Regions from separate parts of the Hordeum vulgare genome. Here region 2 is linked to region 1. The links are chromatin contacts, called in public Hi-C maps. All regions are on one chromosome and are shown on one strand. Each heading gives the region's core, a stretch centred on a gene start, on an enhancer-like site or on the middle of the called end of the contact. The rest is flanking DNA. Distances are from core to core; before and after follow the strand shown.

Region 1 (7,664 bases), core at 2,923-5,422:
GTTCTCGTGGTAAACATCACAGCCCAAAGGTTCTACCCTAGGAAGCATGGAGACCAAGTCAAGTTCCTAACACAGAACCACTTCAGAAGGCCATTATAAATAATTCAACATATTTATCTAGGACTTAGTTATATCAATTCGGAGTGCTGGCTACAACTTAGAAAACATCACATTACACTGAGGCATGCAGGGAAGTAGCATGTTCCAAAAAAATCAGTACAACTGGCCTACAAATATTGATGCTCACTAGCAAACAATTAAAGATCCAACTTATGGAATGTCAACAAAACCCTAAAACCTCTGAGATCTGGGTAACAATTCACAATAATCAGAAATGTAACTAAATACCAGGAACGTCCAACCTGTTGCAGCCAACCAAACAATAAACAATAAAGTTGCATCCCTCCCATTGTGATCATTTGAAAAGACAACAAAACAAGAGTTGAATGTTGATAGAGGCTTGGGACATCGATCGACCTCCAATACAGGTGATTATTAGAAAATGCTGATCCTAGTCCAGGAATCTGGGGAGCTGATAACATAACAAGTCTGGGCAACCAACATAATTACCAAGTTCCAAGATAAGTGGGATTGTGGAAAACTGGCCCTCATGTCACTCTCGAAATTGAAACTCGAGGGTGACCCAAACAATCACCCCGGCCTCTCAAGAACAACTCAAAAGGCTGGGTTGTGTGGCTCTAAGGTGGCAGTGACGGTGAGGTTCCCTCCTGGCACGCCCCTCTTGCAGGGCCAGAAACCATTGTGACGGCCCTCGAAGGCAGGCGGCGCGGACTGCTCCTGGTGGCCACGGTGTTGGCTGCTTTCCTTCGCAATGTGGGCACTGGGTAGTCCTAGCGAGGTCGCCACAGATATGCCGGTGACAGCTAGGCCTTTGGATGTTGTATCCCTCTTGGGGGCGTCATCGCAGTTCTTCCATCCCCTTCCAAAGTCCTGGGTGACAACCCATGTCCATCCTGTTGGACTCAGCAGCGAAGGCGTGACGCAATGTTACCCCTCCAGGCGTGACGCTAGATATCTCAATTCCCTTCTGGGTGTGGTGCGATGGCTTCTTCGGCAGGCATGGATGGTGACTGAGAGCATCTTCGGTTTGAGATGATGGTGGCTCCATTGGCCCCTCTCTTCTGCATGGTACTACATCGGCGGTTGTCCCATGTGGCATCCCGGCTTAATAGGAATAATAGACTACTCGTATCAACAAGGTGCGCCTTCTTTTCCGGGAACCCATACGAAGGAACCTAGAAGTTACGTGTACTTGGCTTGGAGGAACTTGAGGATGGGTGACCGACTAGGAAGTTGATATCGGTTGGTTTGTGGAGCGAGACTAGATCCTAGGTGGTAGTCTAGATCCTAGGTGGTAGCCAGGTGTAATGGCAAGGAATCAATGGGTTTGGCCAGGGCGATACAATTGGTATCAGAGCCGACCCTCACAGTTACACGGGCGTGTGCGGGTTAGGTGTGTGGGCATGTGGCGCATGGCACGTGTGGCCCATCATGGCATGTGGTGCCAAGGGGAATCATTTCTATTGGGCAGACGTGAACGTCAATTCCTTTTGAGTGTAGGTGTATGTGACACCCCGGCTTAATAGAAATGATGGACTACTCATATCAACAAGGTGCACCTTCTTATCTGGGAACCCATACGAAAGGAACCTCAAAGTTAAGCATGCTTCGCTTGGAGCAATTTGAAGATGGATAACCGACTAGGACGTTGATTCTGAGTGTGCACGAGTGAGGGCAACGTGCGCAGAAAAGACTAGTGTTGATCTGTGGGGCCAGTCTAGATCCTAGGAGGTAGTCAAGCACAACGTCTAGGAACCAGTGGGTTAACTGTGGGTTTGGTCGGGGCGGTACATCTCAATCCCTTCTGCTCGTTGGCAGGGTCACACTCCTCTGTCTAGAGCAAGTTCGGTGTAGTGTTGCGTTGTAGTCCAATGATTTTATCCAGGGGATGTGGATTCGCTTGTGGTCGACTCCTTCTAGTGCTTCTTGTTGTGGCTCTGCAACTCATGTGCTTTTGCACAGCGACAAGTTGGCGTCATCCAGTAGTGCACTCCTCATAACGTTTCCAGGCTAGGGGCATGGTGTTCATTCTGTGTTGTTTGCTCTGCTCGCCTTGTTTAGCCTTCTGCTTTGAAAGAGAGTTGTCTAGACACCATGTCTCCTTCGGTCGTGTGGCTTTCTCTGTAAAACAGGATGAAAGCCTGTTCTATACAAATTATCAAATCCCATAGCAACTAATCAAGCATGCAAAAATTAAACAAACTTCAAGCAATGATAGTGTTTGACATATAAATTTACTCTTGATTCTTCTAATCAGTAAGGAACGCAGCAGAAAATAAAATTTTAAATAAAATTTCAAGTCATACGCTAAGCTCAGTTAAGTACTGCAATTGTGTCAAAGAATCTACAAAACTTAAGATGTCATTCAGTTGATAGAAACTAAATGGCTTAGAATTCTTGTAGCGATGTCTACAGGAACTTACTGGCCCAGATGATCTTGCTAAGTTACAAATTATCTCAGCTCATAATCCTGTCTTGGTGTATTCATTATTTCACAATTCTCTTTCTGTAACTGGTTCCTAAATACTCCCTCCATCCCAATTCCCAAAATAAGTGACTCAACTAGTACAAAGTTGAATCACTTATTTTGGGACGGAGGGAGTAGGTGATAATTCCCTAGTTACGAACTCAAATAGCATCACAAAAGAATAGAAAAGCAATTACATGGGCCTGCATGATATATAAAAATATGATAGGGCTATAGGAAGGATAAATGCAAACTTGGCATTGTGTATTGCAATATCCCCATTTCTCCATTGCAATCCTAATATGATAGGGTTCCTAAGCAGAGCTGGAATATTCATATGCAATCACAAAGGTTTGAACATAACAATGATGGTACAGCCAGCATCAGTGTTCTGCTATCAATGTAAATTTTGGCTTTATTTCTTCCATCACTTGAGAAAAGATTTAAGAATGCAAATTTACTATGGAGTAGCCATAAAGTAACGAGATAAAATTGTAAATAGAATTTGTGAAGATCTGACTGTCAGCATCGCCATACATGAAACACTGCAAAGATTGAAGTACTAAGCGGTCGAATAAACCGGAACAACCTGGAAATTTTCCTTGTGACCAAACAACTAAACGAGTTTATGGTGAAAATCCAACTAGTTGAAACTGACAAACCCAAGGAGTAAACTGAATCATGAATGAACCAAACAAACTGTTGAGTTATCCAGACAATCAACACACTGCATGTACCTCGGAAACTCGAAAAAACAGGGCCAATCGCTGAATAGAACAGTGGAAGCCTCAATGAAACAAAAACTCCCAAGTCACGGAACAAATAATGTCGACCCTTACTTTAGTCCTGAAACAGGCCAGCTTCGAAACTAATAGCCAAAACTCCTTCTGCTGATTCGACCACTTGACCATTAAACACTGGAAACGGTTGGCTCGATGTCGAAATTTTCAAGCCAACTGGAAGTAAAGATTGAATAGGTACGGCCTAGAGCAGCTACCTGTTGCTGGTAGTATCACTTTAAAGATCGTCCGTCGGTGGAGCAGTTGTTTGCCCACTGCCACTTGACTCTGGGGGGCGGACGGCCGTACCAATATTTTTCGCACCAAATCTTGTTCGACGCGGTTAGCAGGGACCGATAGTGCGCTCTGAACAGTAAGAACCTAACCAAAACCATGGAGCAGGTGGACTAAGATTGCTGAAGCAGCGGCGCCCGCAGCGAGGGAGAAATTTATTAGAAGGAAAAGAAAAGAAGGAGGAGATTCGGGTGGGTTGCCCCCGGGTGCAGCGAGGGAAGGATACGACACTCCGGAACAAAACAAAACAAAACAAAAATATATCCAAACTCATCCAGCAATCAAGATGGCGTTCCTTACCGACGCGAGAAGGAGTCGAGCGGAGTCGGATCTCCAGCGCTCCGCCCTGGAGGATGCCGGGGAGAAGACGGTGCTCCGCGCCGCCGGCGACGGTTGGGCGCGCGACGGATGGATTGCGGGGCTGGGAAAGAAGAAGAGACGAGGGTTGGTGAGGGACTGAGGGGATTATTATTGGTTGCTTTGTCCTTTAGAGGAAACAAAAAAAAAGTGGAGTGGGGAATTTTGCTTTCAAATGATTTTGAATCTACTCCTGCTCTACATGAAACCGTCTGGTAGCGTTGTGGTGGGCGCTGTGGGGACAGCCAAACGCTTGAGAGTTGAGGCGTCCAGATACTCGAGGCGACAACCTTTGTTGACTGCTGCTATGGGGTGCGTGCCGCCATGCGAGAACGACCACAGCCGCAGGTCTTAGCCATTTTGAACGTATTAAGGCCTGTTTGGTTTCAATAAGTGAGGTGATTTATAAGCCACGTCTGTTTGGTTGTCATCTGATTTATAAGTCATTTTTTTTTTTGCGAAGAACTTATAAGTCACCTGACCACATCTTTTCATCATGTTTTATATTATAAAACCAAAAAGATGATGGGTCCCATACAAAAGTGGATGGCTTATAAGTTTTAAGTTTGGGTGAAGCAACTTATGACTTATAAGTTAGGGTGACTTATAAGTTAGGTTCATTTGGTAAAATAAGTCACTTTTTGCACTTTTCAACTTATAAGTTGGTGACTTATTTGAAACCAAACAGGACTTTATTATCTTCTCTTCTTCGGGAAAAAGAGAAGCCATTTTGAGTCTATTATCTTTCCTCTTCCGATTCACGTCGGGAAAAAGAAAAGCGTAAGACACACATAACCAACAAAGGTCCCTAATCGTTCAGAATTCGTGTAGTTACATTTGTTGGTTGTGGGTGCTTCGAGTTGGCCGTGGGGTTCGCTATGCATATCAGTGTGGTACGTTAGGTTTTTTTTGTAAAGTCATGGTATTGTATTTTCTTTAACGATACTCTATATCTATTTGTATTTTTTATGTTGGTTTTTCTGCTTGTTAGCTAGACATGCTTTGTCTTGGGCGTTTTTTCTCTTTCTTCCTTTTTTACACTTCTGACTTGTACGGTTTTCAGTCCGTCTTTCCTTGTAAATGAGGTCGACTTGTTTAATTTTTTATCATATTTCTTTTATAAACTGTATCGGTAAAAACTTAAAGAGCGACTCTTGAATTTAACTGTTTTTTAAGTAATGTATTCAGGTGAGAAAAGATCCCCTTTTCATGTGACTATTTAAATAAACATAGCCAACAAAACAGGGTCATCTACGAAGGTGAAGGTATAGGGCTATGTACCTGTAAAAAATTGAATGAAGGAGTAGGCATAGGTGGATGACATTTTCTAACATTGCGGATTTTTTATATAGCAAATGTTAAGTCGTCCCTAGTCTACTCTTTTCCAGACTTGTGCAGCTTTGTGTCCCACGTCCTGCTTCAGAGCCAGATGTCGATGAAGGTGAGGTAGACGATTCAACCGAATGGGTCGACCTCATGGTCTTTGCGGCCCGACGCAGACAACGCGGAGTTGCCGATGTCGGCAACGTGTGTGATCGTTCGCCTCCTCATTGATGCGGAGCCGCCACCATTCCTTGCGGATGGCGGAGGCGCTGCCCAGGGAATCGCAAAGCGCCCGTTACAATGTTTCGCTTGTTCTTCTTCTTCTCGGCGATCTGGACCTCCGCACAGCAGTGGTGCCCAAGGAGCCTCAGGTTGGACCGCTGCTCCTCTTGTAGCATCTCAAACATGGGGACCGGCGGCTGCGCCTCTGCGATTACAATGTTGTAGTATGCAACTCCCTGTTGTAGGGTGTGTCTCGCAGGCGACACATTCGCTTGCTCCTCCTTCGACGTCTTCCACATCCAAGTGGTTCGTGCGTCGTGCACACCTCTGCTTCTTGTAGGGATCTCCCGTCGTAATGCGGTTCGCGCACCGTTGACGCCGTGCGTCCACCTCGGTCGTGATTTTGTTGTGACGCCACGGTGAGAGGGTCTTCCACCACTCACGGCGGGTCTCAAGCATTGGTCTCAAAGGTCGAAGAAGAAAGAAGGGTGTGATGGTGGCTCAGACGAATGGAGATGGGACCTGGAGGTGGTGCAATTTGTGTCGTGGTCGGGGACCTTCAAATAGTAGCGGGCGCCTAGGCTCGCGAAGCGGCAACTTGAATGTCGGTTCTCTTCTCGTTCATCGCACTAGGGTGAATGGACGGGATGCCCATGTTGGAAATATGCCCTGGGGCAATAATAAATTGTTTATTATCGTATTTCTGTGTCCATGATAAACGTGTATTATCCATGCTAGAATTGTATTGACTCGAAACTTAGATACATGTGTGGATACTTAAACAACACTTTGTCCATAGTGGGCCTCTACTAGACTAGCTCGTTGATTGAAGATGGTTAAGGTTTTCTAACCATAGACATGATGTAAGAGCATAATCTTCCCTAAGTAGTTCTGTTGGTTGATGACAACACATTTGCGGACTAATCGTGTGCTTTAAGCTTTCACAGGTTATCAGGTGGCACGAGACGGTTATTCTTTCCCTCGGATGTTAAACGAGAAGACGGAGTACTTCATATGATTTAGAGTTGGTGGGCTTGAGTCATAGGATAATTCATACTATCAAGAGGGGTCCACGTTTGGAAAGGTTGGGAGAATCACTCACGTACACATTCGTCACCACCTTTCCTCCTCAGCACTTTGGAGTTGTCCTCTTGATCTTTGGTAAGCGGAAGTACCGCTCGGAGTGGAGCGGTACTACCGCTTGGGTGGAAGTACCCCTGGAGTTTAGCGGTACTACCGCTTAGGCGGTACTGCCGCTCCCTAATCCTGGCCTCACTTCCGCTTATGTTTTCGGTTTTTCGGTTCTGCTTAGAAATTATTTTTTGAGCGAAAGTTGGTAGCGGAAGTAACACCGTGAGCGCTACTTCCGCTCTACATCCCCTGTTTTCTAAGTGGCGGTAGTACCGCTGGTTGGAGCGGTAGTACCGCTCCAGCGGAACTTCTGCTCCTCCCTGTCTCCAGTCTATTGGATGCCCGACCTGTTTCTGTCGTGCAAGCGGAAGTACCGCTCCCCCAAGCGGTACTACCGCTCCTTCATGATTTGTGGGCAAAAAACGGTCGGATTTCTCCTCCACTATATAAGTGGGTCTTCTTCCCCGTGGAGACATACCTTTTTCCCCCAAAGCTTCATTGTTGCCCCCCAAGATCTCTCTTGCATGTGTCTCCTTCCCTGGCCAATGATTCTTATTTATTTTCTAGGGTTTGGAGGAGAAGGCCTCAATCTACACTTCCACGAAGAGATATTTGATTCCCCCCACTAATCCCTTGCGGATCTTGTTACTCTTGGGTGTTTGAGCACCCTAGACGGAATAGGTCACCTCAAAGCAATATTCCATTATGGTGAAGCTTCATGGTCTCGTTGGGAGCCTCCAATTAAGTTGTGGAGATTGCCCCAACCTTGTTTGTAAAGGTTCGATCGCCGCCTTCAAGGGCACCACTTAGTGGATTCACGACACATCACATCGTATGAGGGCATGAGGAGAATACGATGGCCTTAGAGGCATCTTGGGGAGCATTGTGCCTCCATACCGCTCCAACGGAGACATACTTTCCCTCAAAGGGAAGGAATTTCGGAAACACATCCTCGTCTTCATCGGTTCCACTTGTGGTTATTTCTAACCTTTACTTATATTTAGTTCTTG
Region 2 (7,664 bases), core at 1,409-3,908, 140 kb after region 1:
GCCTGCAACTTGGGCAATACCATCAGACGCAGCAAGCTCAGCCACTTTTTGGATCCTCTCCTGCATTTGCATAACCCATGCTACCGACAGATCGAGTGAGAATGAATCATCCAGTGGCTTTTGCCACAGATCAAGTAGGACACGCTGAAATGATTGAAATGATAGTGAGGGCTGGACATCCTTGCGTGGTGCATACATCATGTTAACCTTTATGACGTGCTTACATAGGTTACCCTGCATCGACCACGAACAACTACACAGAGAGAATTCAGACCCAGCATTCCATACAGTTCGCATTTGACTAGCATCCTTCTGGCTTGCCACCTTAGCTGAAACAGGTTCTTTGTCATCAAATAGAACAGCCTCGTCAGGTATGTGCAGAGCCCTTTGCCATGAAGTGGATGCAATGTACTCTGCTTTCACCTCAGGAAATGAACCGCTCTCGTCTGCATATAGGTTGAGCCAGTAGCCAGAATGCAGCTCTGTTGTCAGCTTGTGCACCAACCAATCCACACGTTGAAGAGCATCAAGCTGTGAATCATCATATGCTTTAAGCTTGAGCTTTAGATGGTAACCCTCAATAGCAGCACAGGATTCCTGACTTGCTAGCGGCAAATTTCTGATGGTATCAATCCACATCTCTAGATGGGGCAATGGCACACAAGAAACATTGTTAGCATCTGGACAAGGATTTGCAATTCAATGTACATTCTGAATCTACTACCTGAGATTCTTACCCAATTTGGGAACCCAAAATGACTTGAAATACTGTATGAAGGTGGTTTGGTCAACAAAGTCTTGAAACAATTGCCCAAGGGCATCCATGGGATTTGCATCACTCCAGATACTGTACATGAATTTTCCTAGTTGTGTAAATACTTCTCGTTGCACCTCAGTGTTGCTGCATTTCTTGATTATATTTTTAAGCCAAGTTCTCCTTATGTGCCATAAAGAAAACAAAATCGGGCAGGAAAATACATTCCTGAAAAACAATGACACATTTCGTCAATGGGAATGAATTACATACCATCTACACAGGATAATTTCATAGTTAGATCATATGTCAAAATCTATGCTATACCATCTACACAGGATAATATCACAGTTTAAGATCATATGTCAACATCTATGCTATACGCTTATACCTGATTGGGTCCAGCTCTGAGGTTGGATCGTCAATAATAAATCCACCAATCCTCCAGTTGGAATCAACAGAATGTATTCTACTAGTAAGTGCTTTCATCCATCTCGAAGTGTCATGCTTGGTAACAGATCGGGTTATAACCCATGCAACAGGTAGAGCCTGTTGTCTTGAATCGAATACAAGAATTGTGTGCAAGGGGTACTGCAGCAAAGAGTAGAATGTCAAACAAATGATGAAACCTGCCCCTGCAGACATAACTAGACATCATATACTATAATATGTTGCTTATAAGTATAACTACACAACTATCAGCTTTTGTTGTAGTCAGATACCTTCAGCTTGCTTACACCAAATGAGGAATGAGATGCCAAAATATTCTGGTGACCAAAGCGGATCATCTGCTGCAGTTGCCACTCTGTCTGGATCCCTAGTACAAAGGCATCTGTCTCGGTCGAGTCCTGGTGGAAAAACACAGACTTCTTGTTCCTATCGACCCACATCCTGATGCTAGCTTGGTCATCTAAATCCAGCTCATGCGTGGACCTCTTGATGATCATCCCAAGCTTGTGGACATACTGCGAAGCGAGGCTATCGACCTTTGCATCGGAGCCACAGTAGCGTTGTATCCCTTCTATATGTGTCTGCAGGATGTTCTCCTCGGGGACGCCAAGATAGATCAACGACATGGTCTGCTGCTGAATCTCGCTCCCAACATACGGCACCCTCCTGGCACCAGGCCCAATGGCGTCCCGGTCCAGGGGTCCATGGCATACAAAACCAGACTTGTTGACATGGCGCCTCTCATGGTAGATAATGAGAGCCAGCGAAGGGCGGGCATATAACCGCTTGATTGCGAAATGGCAGGTGCAGCCTCGCATCGACTGCGGCCGAGCCGCACGGTTTCTTGTGTTAAGCCTGTACCTTCTGCTGGGCAAGATCGTCCCTCCCTCCCCGTAATTTTCAGGGCCAAACGAACACCAATACCTGAATCAATTTGGAACAGGACACCCTAATTATTAAGAACCATGTAATAGCCTTGCTGTGAAAAAAAAGAAGAACTTGCAATGACCGAATAATTTGCATGGTGGGCAGAGCAGGGGCGAGCAGGGGAGGCGGCGGCAGGGAGGCGCGTACATTCTGTAGAGGAGGTACTCGTCGCTCCTGAACTCCTTGAGGGAGCCCCTTTCGCGCTTGCGGCCGCGCTCGATGTGGAACCTGGTGGGGTACTCGGGGTTGTTGCACTCGCCGCTGATGAAGGCCTCCATCCGGTCGTAGGGGATGAGCGCGACGTCGTCGCAGTGGTGCTCGGAGCTCGCGTACTTGACCCACCGGAGGTCGGCGGCCGAGAACTCCTCCCCGGGAGGGTCCTGCACGGGGAGATCGCTTACCGACTGCAGCACCTCCATCACCGCCATCACCTCTCCCATTTTTCCCTTCTCGCAGTCGCCCGCCGCCACTCGCCGGAGCTGGGATTCGGTGCCGCAAAAACCCTAGAGAGAGAAAACGAGGAGGGGAGAAGGAATGGGGACGAAATAGCGAGCAGCGGAACGAAAATCCTATTCTCCGCCAGTTCCGGGGAATAGCCAACTTCCGCGTTCCCATCCACCTCTACCTAATTGGGCCAGCCCATGCGGTACCGGTGTTTTATTTTATTATTATTATTCACTGTGATCTTTTTTTTTCTTTCATCATTATCTAAAATTATTATTTCATAAATCATCAATATATATTTATTATAGTTTGCACACGAAAAAACATTTATTTTACATAAGAATATACTTTCTGAGATAATAGTTGGTGTCCGCACACCTATGTCTCGCTTATAGTAGTATCATCAGTCGAGCAAAGTTTAAATCCTAAATTTAACATTAGTGTCCGCACACCCCTATGTCTTGCTTATAGTGAGACATAAGGAACCCTCGCATAAGGGCAACGCGAGAGGCCGGCCCAACTGCAATGAAGGCCACAACCTCATTTTTTGGTTTCTCCATTTTCATTTTTATTTACTTTTGTTCACACTTCCAAAAATTGTACACATATATACTACAAAGAATGCACTTTACATAATGTTATGCAAAATGTTAATCACGCATTTAATTAAATGTGTATATAAAAATGATGACTACGTATACAAAAATATATAATGTGCGTGGAAAAGTAGATCATGTATTTAAAAATGTCAATCAAGAATTCTTAAAATGTATTAAACAAGCATTTGAAAATTTTAAATGTGTATAGAAAAATATTCACTATGCATTCAAAGAAATGTTAAATATTGCCTTTAACAAATGTTGATAAAGCATATGAAAAATATTAAATGTGTATAAAAAATGGTGATTATGTATTAAAAAAAGTTAATCTTGTACTTAAAAAGTGATAATATAGTATTTTCTAAAATTTTAAAAGTATACAGAAAAAAGTTGATAATGTATTTAAAATTTTGGCCTTGTATTTTTTTATGTGTATACAAAAATATTGACCATGTATTAAAAATGTTAAAACTGTATTTAAAAAATTCATTAAGCATATGAAAACAATTTTAAATGTGTATATATAGATATTGACCATGTATTTAAAATATTAATTTGGTATATGAAAATTTATATCAAACTTCAAAAAATATTTTGGTATAAAATATATACCAAAATGTATATAGAAAACCAGTGAACCCCGAGAGAAAACAAAGAAAACCATTAAAAGACATGAAAGAAACAAATGATGCAGAACAAACACGGTATATCGAATGTGATCATAGGGAAAGGATGTATCTATATATATAATATACCAAAATGTATATAGAAAACCAGTGAACCCCAAGAGAAAACAAAGAAAACCAATGAAAGACATGAAAGAAATAAATGATGCAGAACAAACACGGTATCTTGAATGTGATCTGCCTACGTTCATGGGATTGGTGTATGTACGTATGTACAAGTTTCTGCGTTTGTGTTTGTACTATGTTAAAATAAAATAATAATTAGTAATTCCACCATAATTGTTGGAGTTAAGTTTAATTCTTCTTTTTATGGAAAAAACCTTTAGTTTATTCATCAAACATCATGAGAGTACAAAGAACACGAAAGTAACAGAAATTACATGAAGCATGATTTTAATGAATACATCAAGTTCATCATGGACATTGGTCGAAAAACATTACATGTGTGTAGGAATCATTTTTTGATATACATGAACAGCATTTATGATTTATGTGCTCATTCTGGTTGCTATATATGAGCATTTTGCATGCCACGTGAAAGAAGCATTGCAACTAATGTGAACAAATTATTGAGGCGGGATGATTTTCCTTTCATTACCAGCCCAAAACGATAAGAGGGGAAAATCCTTCGATCTCCGCATCATTGTGATTACACATATCCATGACATCTCGATCTATTGAAAGTGTGCATACGTCTCTCTTTAGAATTCGAACATCTAAGTCAAAAATATCCATGGCATTGTCCGTCTCGCTGGATGATTCTCAATGATTGGACTTAATGCATGTTGTCGGAAAAGATTTTCGGTTCGTTTTATAAATAAAGCAAACCATCGAAGCACAACATCTAACAACAGCCACAACACACACACTCCCACACACGCAAACGCACGTCGCCACCACACAGATCCAAGACAGGATACATAGGCGTTGAACGCAACAACAACACCCCTCGCACTACCACCATGAAGAGATGAAGCCGCAAACGGCGAACCGTGGACTCCAAATGGGCGCCTTCAGGAAGGACACGACACCGGAGCACCGTCATCGTCCGATTCGAGGATCAGAGTTTCTCCTGGAGTCGCACGAGGGGCAGTGAGAGACGCGACGACGCCTTCAAGAAAGGAACAAGCTACGTCATCGCCGGTCCATCCGAAGATAGAAACAAGTTTTCACCCATGAGAACACTCACCGCCATCGAACGCCACATCCCGGCTACCACGCCGCGCACACGGCCATGGCCACCGGGCAGCACCAAGCCACGATCTCTGCCCTAGAGAACCACGCTACCAACACTAGATTCACCACCCCGACATCCGAGACCTTGACACCACCTCACCCGAGGCCCGATGCTACCCCAATCAAAGAGACGGGTGAAAAGGTCCCACCTTTCGCACCCTTGGGAGACCCAATGCTGAGAACCGATAGGCCGGCCAGCACTGGCCTCCAACGACCCGTCCTGCAGCCCCGAGTGCGAGATGAACTCGGTCCTGGAGCATGGTGAGGGGGACGAGGTCGGTCCTGCTGCACCGTGCACGAGACGAGCTTGGTCCTGCTGCATAGGGCACGAGACGAGCGATGGACCGCAGCTGGAAGAGGGCCAGCCCTTTGATGGAAGTAGCGCCCGGGCAACACAAAAATGGGATGAAGGTGAAAACGGTCTAAACGTAGACGAGCCGACGCTAGAGAAGCCAGCCGCCGCCGCAGGCAGAACCGCCAAGCCATCGCGAAGCCGCCACGACAATGGGAGGCACCACCACCGGACATCCCCGCGCCGCCGCCCATGATCGGGGCAACGGCCACGCCCAGCCATTGCCCTACCCGCGTCGCCCGATGAGCTCCAAGCACCACAGCCGTCGGGCATGCACCACCGCTGCCATGCCATGCACGCCGCCAGTCGACCCCCAACGCCAGATCCAGCCTGATCCAGCAGGAGGTCGTCCGCGCGCCACCCCCCCGAGACGGGAGCACCGCAGTCGCCCCGTTGCGCGCGGGACCAAAGACGTCGGCTGCCCCGCCACCGCGTCGCTACGCCCCGCGGCTGCCCAGCGCCGCCACCTGAGGGACCCGCCACATGTCGGAGCCCCGGGACTAGAGAGGAAGAAGATCCCCGCCGCCGACACGCCCACCGGACTTTGCCCGACAGCGCTCTCAGGCGGCGGCGGGAAGGAGGGAGGGAGGCGAGTAGGGTACCCCCCCCCCCCCCCCGGCATGCGTGGGCGCATCGCGGGAGGGGGGCAAGGGAGGGGGATTTTTAGTGTCCGTCACCTAATGCATGTTCAATCCCTCCTAGCCCTAGGTTGTTGTGGCGTGGCCATGCGTAGCGTCGGAGGCCAAGGGAGGACGACCTCTCGAGGTGCTTTAGCCCGGTGTCGTCGTCCATGAGGATCAAGAACCCGTCATTCTGGAAGATGAGGCCGAGGAACTGATGGTTGCAGTGTGCGTCGAGGGCGCGCCTTTGATAGAGACCACAAATGGCAACCTTGCGGAAGGGAGAAAGAAAATAAACAAGATTGTGCGCCCCTAGATTCGAAGCACGACCTTTAAAAATAAAATCACAACTAAGAAAATATACTTAGGCCCTCTTTTGGAACGTTGTTTCCACCTTGAATGCCCTTGTAAAAAATACAAGCCACTGTTCAACGTTTTTGTTTACACCCATAAACTGCTCACTATTAGAAAACAAGGCTTTGGTCCACGTGAGAAAAGAGCTTCAATTCCGGTTCTGTTATGAACCGGGACCAATGGGTGCATCAGTCCCGGTTCGTGAGCCTAGGGCACCGGCGTGGCGAGGGTGCCAGTTTGTCTGACCGCTTTGGTCCCGGTTCCAAACACGAACCGGGACCAATGGTCCTCGCCCCTAGCAAGCACATTTAGTCCCGATTCATGTCTAGAACCGGGATAAAAGGTGAGTCTTCTATCCCGGTTCAATTTTAGGGTCATTTAGCTCAAAATAATCAGTAAATTCATTGAAATACCTAATGAAGTCACAAAGGGTAGAAAATTGATGACGTGGCTTTAAATGGTACATGTTGAATGCACAAAAAGTGTGGAGTTGAAATAAGTTCAAAAATATGAAATCCCTTTGTAACACATGAGTTTTTGTTTGAAACCCTGATACTTCGAATAAGATTGTTCATTTTGTACACGAAGTGCATCCAATTTTTGTCATAACCCTCTCAACTTTTTAGCAGATGCTATGTGGGTAAAATCATGATACCATGTCAACTTTTAACCTATTTAGAGTTTATTTGTAGTGCTTTTCAATTTCAGGGTTATTTAGCTCAAAATAATTAGTAAATTCATGAAAAATACCTAATGAAGTCAGAAAGGGTTGATAATTGATGATGTGGCTTTGAATGGTGCATGTTGAACGCAGAAAAAGTCTGAAGTTGAAATAAGTTCAAAAAATGAAATCCCTTTGTAACACATGAGTTTTCGTTCGAAACCATAATACTTCGAAAGAGATTGTCCATTTTGTACACAAAGTGTATCCAGTTTTTGTCGTAACCCCCTCCACTTTTTAGCATATGCTATGTGGGTGAAATGATGATACCATCTCAACTTTCAACCTATTTAGAGTTCATTTGTAGGGCTTTTCAATTTCAGGGTCATTTAGTTCAAAATAATTAGTAAATGCATGGAAAATACCTAATGAAGTTAGAAAGGGTTGAAAATTGATGATGTGGCTTTGAATGGTGCATGTTAAACGAACAAAAAGTCTATAATTGAAATAAGTTCAAAAAGATGAAATTCCTTTGTAACAAATGAGTTTTCGTCTGAAACCGTGATACTTCGAAAGAGATT

The links. A called contact is a pair of places that touch in the nucleus more often than the background predicts.
Region 2: a contact with region 1 is called in a Hi-C map of leaf, with 2.6 times the contacts expected there. The contact joins the promoter of LOC123397149 here to the promoter of LOC123452614 in region 1. A contact is called at or near these places in 3 of 6 Hi-C or Micro-C datasets (leaf and seedling) and 1 of 1 datasets of contacts at active chromatin or transcription factors (embryo).

Annotation. Positions count from the first base shown.
Region 1 is chr5H:385,090,910-385,098,573 of MorexV3_pseudomolecules_assembly, forward strand. LOC123452614 (lipid phosphate phosphatase 2) reads right to left here and starts at 4,173. Exons shown (of 9, transcript XM_045129301.1): 1 at 3,922-4,173; 2 at 3,546-3,708.
Region 2 is chr5H:385,234,205-385,241,868 of MorexV3_pseudomolecules_assembly, forward strand. LOC123397149 reads right to left here and starts at 2,659. Exons shown (of 5, transcript XM_045091808.1): 1 at 2,279-2,659; 2 at 1,477-2,128; 3 at 1,146-1,345; 4 at 738-982; 5 at 1-641. The coding sequence starts at 2,571.